Linked DNA regions of Capra hircus: region 2 is linked to region 1. A link is a contact called in public Hi-C data. All regions are on one chromosome and are shown on one strand. Each heading gives the region's core, a stretch centred on a gene start, on an enhancer-like site or on the middle of the called end of the contact. The rest is flanking DNA. Distances are from core to core; before and after follow the strand shown.

The links. Hi-C and Micro-C count contacts between places; a contact is called where the count stands out from the background.
Region 2: a Hi-C map of liver shows a contact between it and region 1, with 5 times the contacts expected there. The contact joins two enhancer-like sites. A contact is called at or near these places in 2 of 5 Hi-C or Micro-C datasets (blood and liver).

What each region holds. Positions count from the first base shown.
Region 1 is chr23:41,483,091-41,488,756 of ARS1.2, forward strand. No RefSeq gene overlaps it. Among named protein-coding and RNA genes, the nearest start is that of PSMB9, 11 kb to the right of the region's middle. Within about 2 kb of position 2,806, at least 1 of the 5 cell types and tissues checked has an H3K27ac peak or open chromatin away from gene starts, as enhancers often do.
Region 2 is chr23:41,518,984-41,524,505 of ARS1.2, forward strand. TAP2 (antigen peptide transporter 2) reads left to right here. Exons shown (of 12, transcript XM_018038903.1): 8 at 1,860-2,048; 9 at 2,160-2,333; 10 at 2,488-2,647; 11 at 2,877-3,013; 12 at 3,236-3,954. The coding sequence ends at 3,466. Among named protein-coding and RNA genes, the nearest start is that of TAP2, 7.5 kb to the left of the region's middle. Within about 2 kb of position 3,073, at least 1 of the 5 cell types and tissues checked has an H3K27ac peak or open chromatin away from gene starts, as enhancers often do.

The sequences.
Region 1 (5,666 bases), core at 1,556-4,055:
TTTCTGCCATAAGGGTGGTGTCATCTGCATATCTGAGGTTATTGATATTTCTCCCGGCAATCTTGATTCCAGCCTGTGCTTCATCCAGCTTGGCATTTTGTATGATGTACTCTGCATGTAAGTTAAATAAGCAGGGTGACAATATACAGGCCTGATGTACTCCTTTCCCAATTTGGAGCCAGTCCCGTTCTGACTGTTGCTTCTTGACCTGCATACAGGTTTCCCTGGAGGCAGATCAGGTGGTCTGGTATTCTCATCTCTTTAAGAATTTTCCACAGTTTGTTGTGATCCACGCAGTCAAAGGCTTTAACATAGTCAATGAAGCAGAAGTGGATGTTTTTCTGTAACTCTCTTGCCTTTTCTATGATCTAACGGATGTTGGCAATTTGATCTGTGGTTCCTCTCCCTCTTCTAAACCCAGGTTGAACATCTGGAAGTTCTCCATTCATATTCTGCTGAAGCCTGGCTTGGAGAATTTTGAGCATTACTTTGCTAGTGTGTGAAATGAGTGTAATTGGGTGGTAGTTTGAACATTCTTTGGCATTAAGATAGTCTGCCAGCCCTAGATCAATGGAATAGGGAATAAGAGTGAATGAAACTGTTAACCAATGTTTAATTATGGTGATTTGTTTTACAATATGGTGTTAAATGTTCTGTTTTCTGATAAGCATGTGAATAAGCCATTCTATTTTCTTCTTATCTATCTATAATCCTCAACTTTAGCCTGTGCCTGTGAAAATGAAACTCAGTGTTCTCTGAACCATGTCTTTCTTGTTCCACTGAAACTTCAGAACTCAGGAAAAGTATCCTCTCATAAATCTTACTATAGACTGAAAAATGTAACTACTCAGGAAAAATGAAATATAATGATGACCCTAATGACTGGAATTCCGACAAATGCTTTTACAATTTTTAAGCTTAGAAAAATCCCAACTCTTCTTGGTTAAAGGATAGTGAGTCAAATTTTGCTTTTTAGAGCTACCATACCTCTAGAGACAATAAAATATTTTTGTGGCCAGCCTCACTGGTGGAATATATGATCATTCTATAGAAAATCTCGTATATGGTTCTTCTCTGCAAATACTATGAAAAGTGCTTTTATGGGTTGCTTTGTTTTTATGGCAACGTAGTGGTAAGCAGTGGTTCACATCCCCTAATTCGGAATCCTGAGCAGGCCAGAAATGTCACATAGAAAGGAAAATCTCATTTAATTGGGTATGACCAGTCAGTAATAAGAGAAAGGACTGAAGTTTATATATGGAACAAGGCCTACAAAATCCTCTGAGCACGTCAGTTCCTAGTTTATTAAGTCCCTGCCTGACAGGGGAAAAGGATGTTCTTTATTTTTGTTTATTTAAATGTTTATTTCCTTATTTGACTGCACCAGGTCTTAGTTGTGGCATAGGGGATCTAGTTCCCTGAACAGGGGTTGAACCCAGGACCCCTGCATTGGGAGCATGGAGTCTTAGCCACTGGACCACCAGGGAAGGCCCAGAGAGGATGTTAATTTCTGGTGAGCCAGGATCATTGATGAACTTTGGGTGTCTCAGAGAAAATGAGATTGCATCCACAGTGAAAGGCCCTATCAGCAAAGCTCTGGGAAGGTGAGTTGGGGGAGGGTTCTTGGAATCAGTAAGTTGATACATGGCAATAAAATTATTTCTGGTCATCAAAGGGGTAAATAAAACTATGACCTTATGGGCAAAAGTCTTCCAGAGAGATGACAACTCTCTAGTCTTAATATCACTGAGACCTCTATTTGTTAGCCACACAGCAAGGTGATCGTCACATCTTATTCTAAAACAGGCCATATAAAAGAGCTTGTCAGATTAAGGACATGCAGTTAGAACATTCCTGGAAAATCTTATTTGGCCAGCTCACTACCTTAAGGGTAGGACTCATATAGGAAAAATATTCCAAAAATTGGAAATAAGGCAAAAATCAGCTTTCTTGATTAATATTGTATGTGAACATTTTCTCATAATCCTGCCTGACTAAAATCCGAGTGTTTTCAAGGATTGTAACTTGACTAAAAAACCCAGCTGGCCCTGTACCATGAGAGGTCGATGTGTAGAAAGCTGATAAGGTCTGATGACTTCGCCTTTTCTCTGGTGAGGAAGATAAGTCCATGGTTACGATTTTATTGCTTGTAGTACATTAACCATTTTGAATCTCTTAACAGCCATTTCCCCAGACTATGTACATCTTTGGTTTGCAAATACTCTTTGAATCTGGCCTCTTGTATTCTTCCTGATTCCGATTAATGTTTGGTAACACTTTAAAAAGTCTAAAAAATACATTTCTGCAACATATGGGAGGCTCTATAAACAGATAAAGCACCTCCTGCAACTGCCAGCCAGAACAGGTCTGATAAACCACCTTACTTCTGCTTATATCTAGGCTGCTGTTTGCTGTGTCGTCAGGAATTAGACTTTACAGCAACAACCACTGAAACCACTTCGAAGCCACTTCTGTGTCAGGAACTTCACCTTTTTTCACCCTGCTTCTCCAAAGCCAGTTGCTTTTCTTATCACCTTTGCCAGTGAAATGAATGGAGGGAGATTCCCGTTTCCTCCTGTTGCTTAACTGTGAATTGAGTCTCAGGTGCATGAATTTGATTTATTTAAAATTTTTTTATTCATTTTTGGCGGTGCTGGGTCCTTGTTGCTGCTCTTGCTATGGCGAGCGGGGGCTACCCCTCATTGCGGTGTGGGGGCTTCTCACCGCGGGGGCTTCTCTTGTTGCGGAGCACGGGCTCTGGGGCACGCAGGCTTCAGTAGCTGGCGTGCGTGGGCTCCGAGGTCAGGGCTCCCGAGCTCTAAGGCACAGGCTCAGTAGTTGGGGCTCCCGGGCTCTAAAGCACAGGCTCAGTGGTCGGGGTTCCTGGGCTCTAAGGCGCAGGCTCAGTGGTCGGGGCTCATGGGCTTGGCTGCTCCGAGGCATGTGGGGTCTTCCCGGAGCAGGGATCGAACTGTGTCTCCGGCATTGGCAGGGGGATTCTTCACCACTGAGCCACCAGCGAAGCCCAAATTTGATTTTTTTCCAAAAGTAGGACTTAGGTCCTCTATTGGTGCCCTGACTTCCAAGAGGGCCAGCAGCAGTTGGCTTTCCAAACTGTACTGTGGAAAGGCAGGACCCAGAAAGTCAGGGGAAATTTTACGATATTTTTAAGGTGTTCAAGTCTGATGGGACACATAACCAGTGTCCTTACATGAATTGTGAGAGGCTGTGTGGAGTGGCTGCTGTGATAAATGCTTTGGTTCATGGGTTACATCACTAGTTCTGCAAGTTCAGTTAACCCCCAGACTCACAAGAAATCATAAAATGATTAGCTTTGTTTTAAGCCTCAAAGTCTAGGGGTGGTTTGTTCCACAGCAATAGATATACTGTTTCTTTTTCTTTCTCTAATTTTATTGAAGTATACTTGATTTGCAATGTGTTAATTTCTGCTGCACAGCAAAATGACTCAGCTATACACATTTTTGTTCATATTCTTTTCCATCATGGTTTGTTTCAAGATATTGAACATAGTTCCCTGTGCTATACAGTAGGACCTTGTTGTTTCAAAACATACTGTATTGTGTAGCTTTGTGTATGTGTGGCTTTTTTACTCAAATTATTTCTATGAAATTTATTTATCTTGTTGCATTATCAGTAGTTCATTAATATGCATTGCTTATGTAGTATTCTGTTGTATTAATAAGCTATGTTTTCTTTATCTGTTTCCTGTTGAGGAACTATTTTTTTTAGGCCATTTGAGAACATTTATGGACATCATGACATTTTACCCTGGAATAGTTTGGCATGTGTATTTTAAGAATAAGGACATTTCTTCTACAGAAGCAGAATAACATCACCTCCAAGACACTCACTTAGGATATAACATTATCTAACGCCCAGTTCATATTTAAATGTCCCCTGTGATCCTAGTAATGCCCACTTGTAAATGATTGTTACCTTAAGCTGCTAAATTTCAGTGTCATTTGTTACACAGCAATAGGTAACTAATGCCTGCAATGCAGGAGACCCGGGTTTGATCCCTGGGTCTGGAAAATCCCCTGGAGAAGGAAATGGCAGCCCACTCCAGTATTCTTGCCTGGAGAATCCCATGGACAGAGGAGCCTGGCGGGCTACAGTCCATGGGGTCACAAAGAGTCGGACACGACTGAGTGACTAACACACAGCACAGAGCCGTGGGTAAGATACCACCATAGAAAAATGTCCTTCTTTATTTCTTTAGGTTTGCTTGTTATTTTCCCAAAGTTTTAGGAGAATTTTTACATCATTTATTTTAAACATTTTTTTGGTTCTAATAAATGTATTTGAAGTTATAAAATTCCCAGTACTCCTTTAATCGTGTCTCCCAGAATTCGGCAGCTAACAGTTTTACCCTGTGCTCCTGAATGAGTTTCTTTTACGACTAGCTTTTAAATCTGCTATTTATCAACATTTTTCTTAGTTTGCAAACCATGAGAATTTTAGGTGTCCTTTTGTTGTCAAGTTCCAATTTAATAGAGTGTGGCTGCTGAGTGTGGTTTCAAAGATATTAATACTTTGGAGTTTATTGGAGCTTATGGGATCATGCATATTCTCTTTCAGTAAATGTTCTATGTAACTTGAGAAATTATATATATAGGTGCTTTTGGATGACTTTCTTTCTTCCTTTATTATTATTTTTAAAATATTCTTAGAAGTTTTATTAATTTTTTAGTTAAAAAATTAAAAACTTTTTTTAATTAAAAACTTTTTTTAGTTAAAAAATTAAAAACATTTTTTTTTTGCCTGCACTGGGTCTTCAATGTGGCATGTGGGCTTATTAGTTCCCTGATCAGGGATCAAACCTGCATCCCCTGCATTGGAAGATGGATTCTTAAGTCACTGGACCACCAGGGAAGTCTCTATAGTTTTTTATAAAGCCTTCCTCCTCATATTCATTTTATTTATTTATTTTAATCTTTTGGCCACACCAGGTGGCACTTGGGCCCTTGACAGCGCAGAGTGTTAACCCCTGGACTGCCAGGGAGGTCCCTGCTTTTTAAATGAATCTTTTGAATCTTGTACCTGATTTCATTTCCTTTTTGCTTTCACTACCCTGTAGCTTAAAACTAACTAAGCTCGTGGAGAGCTGGCTGGTCAATACATGGCCTAGTAAACTGGCTTTCTGGGGTAAAAAACAAAACAAAACCCAAGTTCTGATACGTAGCATTTCTGGTTTCTGCAGTATAAATATTTCTGCCATGGTCAATGTCAAACTACCTGTGGTTAACAGCTGCCTTTCGAATCTCCTGAGTGTTTCACAATCTGCTCTTGTTAGGCTGTTCAAGACAGCTCCAGCGTATCACTCCTCTTTTTAAAAAAGAGATATTCATGTTGAAGTTTAGTTTTACCTCTTGGCTTCATTTATTTCTTCATCTTTTCTCTAATTATTTTCTTCTTCTTTTCCTCCTCCTCCTGTTTACATTGTAAGGACTACAAGCCCTTTGTGGAATGAGGGGCACAACAATGCAAATTTTTTAGCCAGCAAAGGAAAAGCCGGCCCTCTGGTCTTTAAACGCTTGTATCTACATTACATTCTCAAGGCCTCTGCTGTGCTGCCTGGTTTTGTGGCACGCATGTGCAGTTCAGGTCGTCACAAGGATTCATCCCTTGAGTCAGGGAGTCCCCAT
Region 2 (5,522 bases), core at 1,823-4,322, 36 kb after region 1:
CATGTGCTGATAAGCTGCTGAGTGGTATAGTTTGATTAGGAAAGGCAGAATGAGTATTTAGTTCTTTCCCTATAGACGTGTGCTCAGTTGCTCAGTCCTGTCCGACTCTTTGCAACGCCATGGACTGTAGCCCACCAGGCTCCTCTGTCCATGGGCTATTAAGGCAAGAATACTGGAGTGGGTTGCCATGCCCTCCTCCGGGGATTCTTCCTGACCAGGAATTGAACCTTTGTCTCCTGCATTGGCAGGCAGATTCTTTACCACTGAGCGTCCTGGGACACCCTCCTTATATAAACCAGTTTTGAAAAGTAATTAGTTTCTGCACCTGGGGCTTTAGTTTATAATTTGTATAAACATCTCTTACGTGTGGAGAGCTGTGTGAGGCAGTCTGGTGGCTGCAAAGATGAGGTGGGCACAGTGCTTGCATTTAAGGAATCCCTGTCTCACCAGGCTAGATAGCTGTGTACAAGTAACACAGCACAGTAGCTGGAAAGATCTAGAGATGAAGGTGATGCTGGATGGGAGGAGTAAAGAGGTCTCCATCCTTTACATTACAAATTGGAATAATGGGGTATTGGTGCCCATTTTCAGTTCAGTTTAGTTCAGTCGCTCAGTCGTGTCCGACTCTTTGAGACCCCATGAATCGCAGCACGCCAGGCCTCCCTGTCCATCACCAACTCTGGGAGTTCACTCAGACTCGCGTCCATCGAGTCAGTGATGCCATCCAGCCATCTCATCCTCTGTCATCCCCTTCTCCTCCTGCCCCCAATCCCTCCCAGCATCAGAGTCTTTTCCAATGAGTCAACTCTTCTCATGAGGTGGCCAAAGTACTGGAGTTTCAGATTTAGCATCATTCCTTCCAAAGAAATCCCAGGGTTGATCTCCTTCAGAATGGACTGGTTGGATCTCCTTGCAGTCCAAGGGACTCTCAAGAGTCTTCTCCAACGCCACAGTTCAAAAGCATCAATTCTTCGGAGCTCAGCCTTCTTCAGAGTCCAACCCTCACATCCATCCATGACCACAGGAAAAACCATAGCCTTGACTAGATGGACCTTAGTCGGCAAAGTAATGTCTTTGCTCTTGAATACACTATCTAGGTTGGTCATAACTTTTCTTCCAAGAAGTAAGCGTCTTTTAATTTCATGGCTGCAATCACCATCTGCAGTGAGTTTGGAGCCCCAAAATATAAAGTCTGACACTGTTTCCGCTGTTTTCTCGTCTTATTTCCCATGAAGTGATGGGACCGGATGCCATGATCTTCGTTTTCTGAATGTTGAACTTTAAGCCAACTTTTTCACTCTCCTCTTTTACTTTCATCAAGAGGCTTTTTAGTTCCTCTTCACTTTCTGCCCATTTTAAGTTGAGTCAAATTGCACACTTATTCCTGATAGTCCAGTGGTTAGGACTCTGTGCTTCCACTGCAGGGTGCATGGGTTTGATCCCTGGTGGGGCAACTAGGGTCCCACTTGCCACCTGGGGCAGCCAAAATTTTTTGTAAAAATCTTTTTTTTTTAAGACTCTTATACTAGTTATCTCATATGGAAGCCATCTGCCTCATTATTCAGGAAAGTGAGTGTTAGTTGCTCAGTTGCATCGGAGTCTTCAACCTGCAAGGCTCCTCTGTCCATGCAGTTTTCCAGGCAAGAATACTGGAGTGGGTTGCCATTCCTTTCTCCAGTTAAAAAAATCTTTTCTAAGACAGTTTTTTTTTTTTTTTAAATTAAAGCTGGTGATCTTTCTGGGACAAGGGGAGAAGACCAGCCGGGGTGGAGTGTGGCGTGGCTGGCGTTAGGAGCTGGGAAGCTGGTTCGTGGCGCAGCTGCCTTTGCTTAGCTGAGCCCCGCCCTCCTGTCTTGCAGACCCTGGTGTACATGTTTGGGGACATGCTGAGCAACGTGGGGGCAGCCAAGAAGGTGTTCTGCTACCTGGACCGAAAGCCAGATCTGCCTCCACCGGGGACTCTGGCCCCACCCACTCTGCAGGGCAGGGTGAATTTCCAGAACGTCTCCTTTGCGTATCCCAGTCGCCCCGACCAGCCTGCGCTCCAGGTGCCCGATCGGGGAGCCTGGGCCCCTGACTCCCTGCGCGGATGATCGGCCCCAAGGAGAGGGGGGGCCGGGGGAAGGGGCAGGCCTCTGACTCTTCCCTGGCTGTTCTAGGGTCTGACGTTCACCCTGAGTCCTGGGCAGATGACGGCGCTGGTGGGGCCTAACGGGTCTGGGAAGAGCACGGTGGCCGCGCTGCTGCAGAATCTGTACCAGCCCACCGAGGGCCAGGTGCTGCTGGACGGGAAGCCGGTCTCCGAGTATGAGCACCACTACCTGCACCGTCAGGTGGGGAGGACGGGGAAGGGTGGCAGAGGGCAGGGCAGGGCAGGGGCGTGGGGCGGGCACCCGAGGCTCCGTGGTGAGCGGGGCGGGCGGGGAGCAAGGGCGGGTCCCCGCCGCGTGGGTTTCCGCACAGTCTGCTCCCGTCGCCTCCGCTCAGGTGGTCTTGGTAGGGCAGGAGCCCGTGCTGTTCTCGGGCTCGGTGAGGGACAACATCACCTACGGCCTGGAGGGCTGCAGCGACGAGAAGGTGCTGGCTGCGGCCCGGGCGGCCCGGGCGGAGGAGTTCATCCGCGAGCTGGCGCTCGGGCTCGATACAGGTACCGCGGCCACGGCGCCGCCCCCTGCGCCCGCGCGCTGCGCGCGGAGGCCTCCCGACCCCTCGGGGGCCTGTTCCCAGAGAAGCTGCCGCCCCGGAGGTCCCCCCGCCGCCCCCGTCCACGCGCACTCGTCCTCCGGCGCGGTGCCTGTGGAAGCGCCAGCCGCGCCTGTGAAGCGGGCGTTGTCCGGGCCGTCTCTGAGGAGAGGGCGTTTTCTCGGTCTCCGCAGAGGTGGGGGAGAAAGGCAGCCAGCTGGCGGTGGGGCAGAAGCAACGTCTGGCCATCGCCCGGGCCCTCGTGCGGGACCCCCGCGTGCTCATCCTGGATGAAGCCACCAGTGCCCTGGACGTGGAGTGTGAGCAGGCTGTGAGTGCGGGCCGGCGGGACGCCTCCTGGGGCCGGGGCGGCGGGGGCCTCCCCTATCCTCTGAGGCTGCCTGACCCGGGACGGGGGAGGGCAGCTGACCTTGCTCTTCTGCTCTGTGCTACCTTCTCGTGGCTCACGCCTCTTCCCCCTAAGCCCCGTGGGCCCCGGGCCTCCAGCCCCTTCTGACCCGGCACCCGGGGCATCGCGATCCTCCCCCTTCAGCTGCAGGACTGGAGAGCGCACGGAGCCCGCACGGTGCTGGTGATCGCCCACAGGCTGCAGACGGTTCAGAGCGCCGACCAGGTCCTGGTGCTGAGGCAGGGGCGGCTGCAGAGCCCCGAGCAGCTCGTGGACGGGCAGGACCTCTACTCCTGGCTGGTGCAGCAGAACCGGAGCGTGGAGACCCCAGACACCCCCGGCCCCGCCCAGGGCCGTCTCAGTGACCCGGAATAGCTCCTGCCTTGGCTTTCCCTGGGGGTGTTCCCCCGGCTGGTTGTTTTTGGAGCTGGATTTAGACCGTGGGTACTTCTGCTGGGGCCGTGGGAGGGCGGGGGATGGGAGACGTGGTATCTGTCTGCATCCTCGACGAACAGAGCTTTGCCTGGTGCTGAGTACTGTATTGTGGCATCTTGAATATATTTAAAAGTATTTTTCTTACATAAATAGCATACATTTGTATAGTAAATTTAGACAATAGAGACAGGTAAGGAGGAGAAAAGTAAAATTATGCACTGTTTCATGTCCCAGAGATAATCGCCAAGACTATTTTGCTGGCTGTCTGATCAGTCTTTAGATTGTTCTTTGAGATACATAAATATTCATGAGTTTGCCCTTCCCTATATTTTTCTCAGTTCCCACCAGGGTCTGATATTTTGGGGTCCACTAGGATATGGGGGAGCAGCGCACTGTTAGTTAACAGTTTTAATAAAACTTTGATAACAGCTACTGTGTACAGTGTTTTAATATGTGTAGGAAATATGTGAAGTCTTTTCCATGTATTATCATTTTTAATCCTTATCCTCAACCTGTTGAGGTTGTTTACCCTCATACCCATTGTATGTATGAGAAAACTGAGTCTCAAAGAGATTAAAGGACTTTCCCAAGGTTGCACAGTGGTGGAATTGGACTTGGAATCCAGGCCTGACCCAGGAATCCACACTCTCAACCAATTATAATGCATCTTTTGTTATAGTCTACTGTATAATCAATCTCCTAAAGCTCTTTCACTTCTAGTTGTGAACAGCTCTGAATCCCTTATTTTCTCTCTAATTCCATTGTTACAACTTTCATTCATTGTGTTGTGAAAGTGAAAGGGTCAGTCACTCAGTCCTGTATGACTCTTTACGACCTCATGGACTGTAGCCCCCCAGGCTCCTCTGTCCATGGGATTCTCCAGGCAAGAACACTGGAGTGGGTAGCCATTCCCTTCTCCAGGGGTTTTTCCTGATCCAGGGATCGAACCTGGGTCTCCTGCATCACAGGCAGATTTTTTACCATCTGAGCCACCAGGGAATGATCTCATGTCCAAAGAGGTTCCCCTATCATTGGTTCATCTCTTCCAGACGTTAATGAAGTCATTTTTCTTTCTAGGGGACAAGTAAAGCAGTATCACTCCTGAAAAATCCTTCCTATGTCCCTACTCTTGCTGCACTGATATTTCCTCCCCAGAAACACAGCTTATCTAGCCCATTTCTCTCTGCTTTTCCTTTTGGAAAGGACTTTCCATCCATGACAAACTTCCTGCCCTCCTGATATCTTTGTGCCTCCGTATATGGCGCGCCCTGCCATTCCCAAAATGGCTCTCCCCGTTAGGCCCTAGTTCTTTAAGATTCACCAGCAGCAGCAGGGTTTAAGTCTCCCAGGAATCCTTCTCTAGTTGTCTCAGAGCTCCTTTCCACGTGCTCCTGCTGCTGTGTTCCAGGGGCTCACTGTCCCTATTAAAGTCTCCACCCCCGCCGTTGACCTCCGTCCTTACACTAGACCATGAGCCCCTGCAGGGGAGGCCACCTGTCTTATTAAGCTTTATGTCTACTGCCTGGCACAGGGCTTCATTCACATTGAATGATAAATAACTCTTTTGGGTAAATGAATGAATCTCCTTCCTCTACTGTCTTCCATCTCAATATTCCTTACACATACAAATCACTGACATTCCAGAGCTGTACATGTCACTGGTTCATGGAAGGTCTTACATTTGCTATTTTTTAGAAAACTAAAACTTTCACTTTCCCAGAAGTAGCAGGTACTTTCCAGACTCGCCCTGAACTCACCAGAACTTTTGTTGTTTTGGGTTTGTTTCTGCCTGGCAACTGTTGGGATCAGGGTGAGGCCAGAGTAAATAACTTCCTATGCGTGTAAACCTTTACTTCATCTGCGGTTGTCCTGCTGTTCCACACCTGTTAATTGCTCAAATTTCACTGAGGGCGAAATAAGCATTGGGAGAGAGAGAAAGTGAAAGTGAAAGTCGCTCAGTCCTGTCTGACTCTCTGCCACCCCATGAACTGTATAG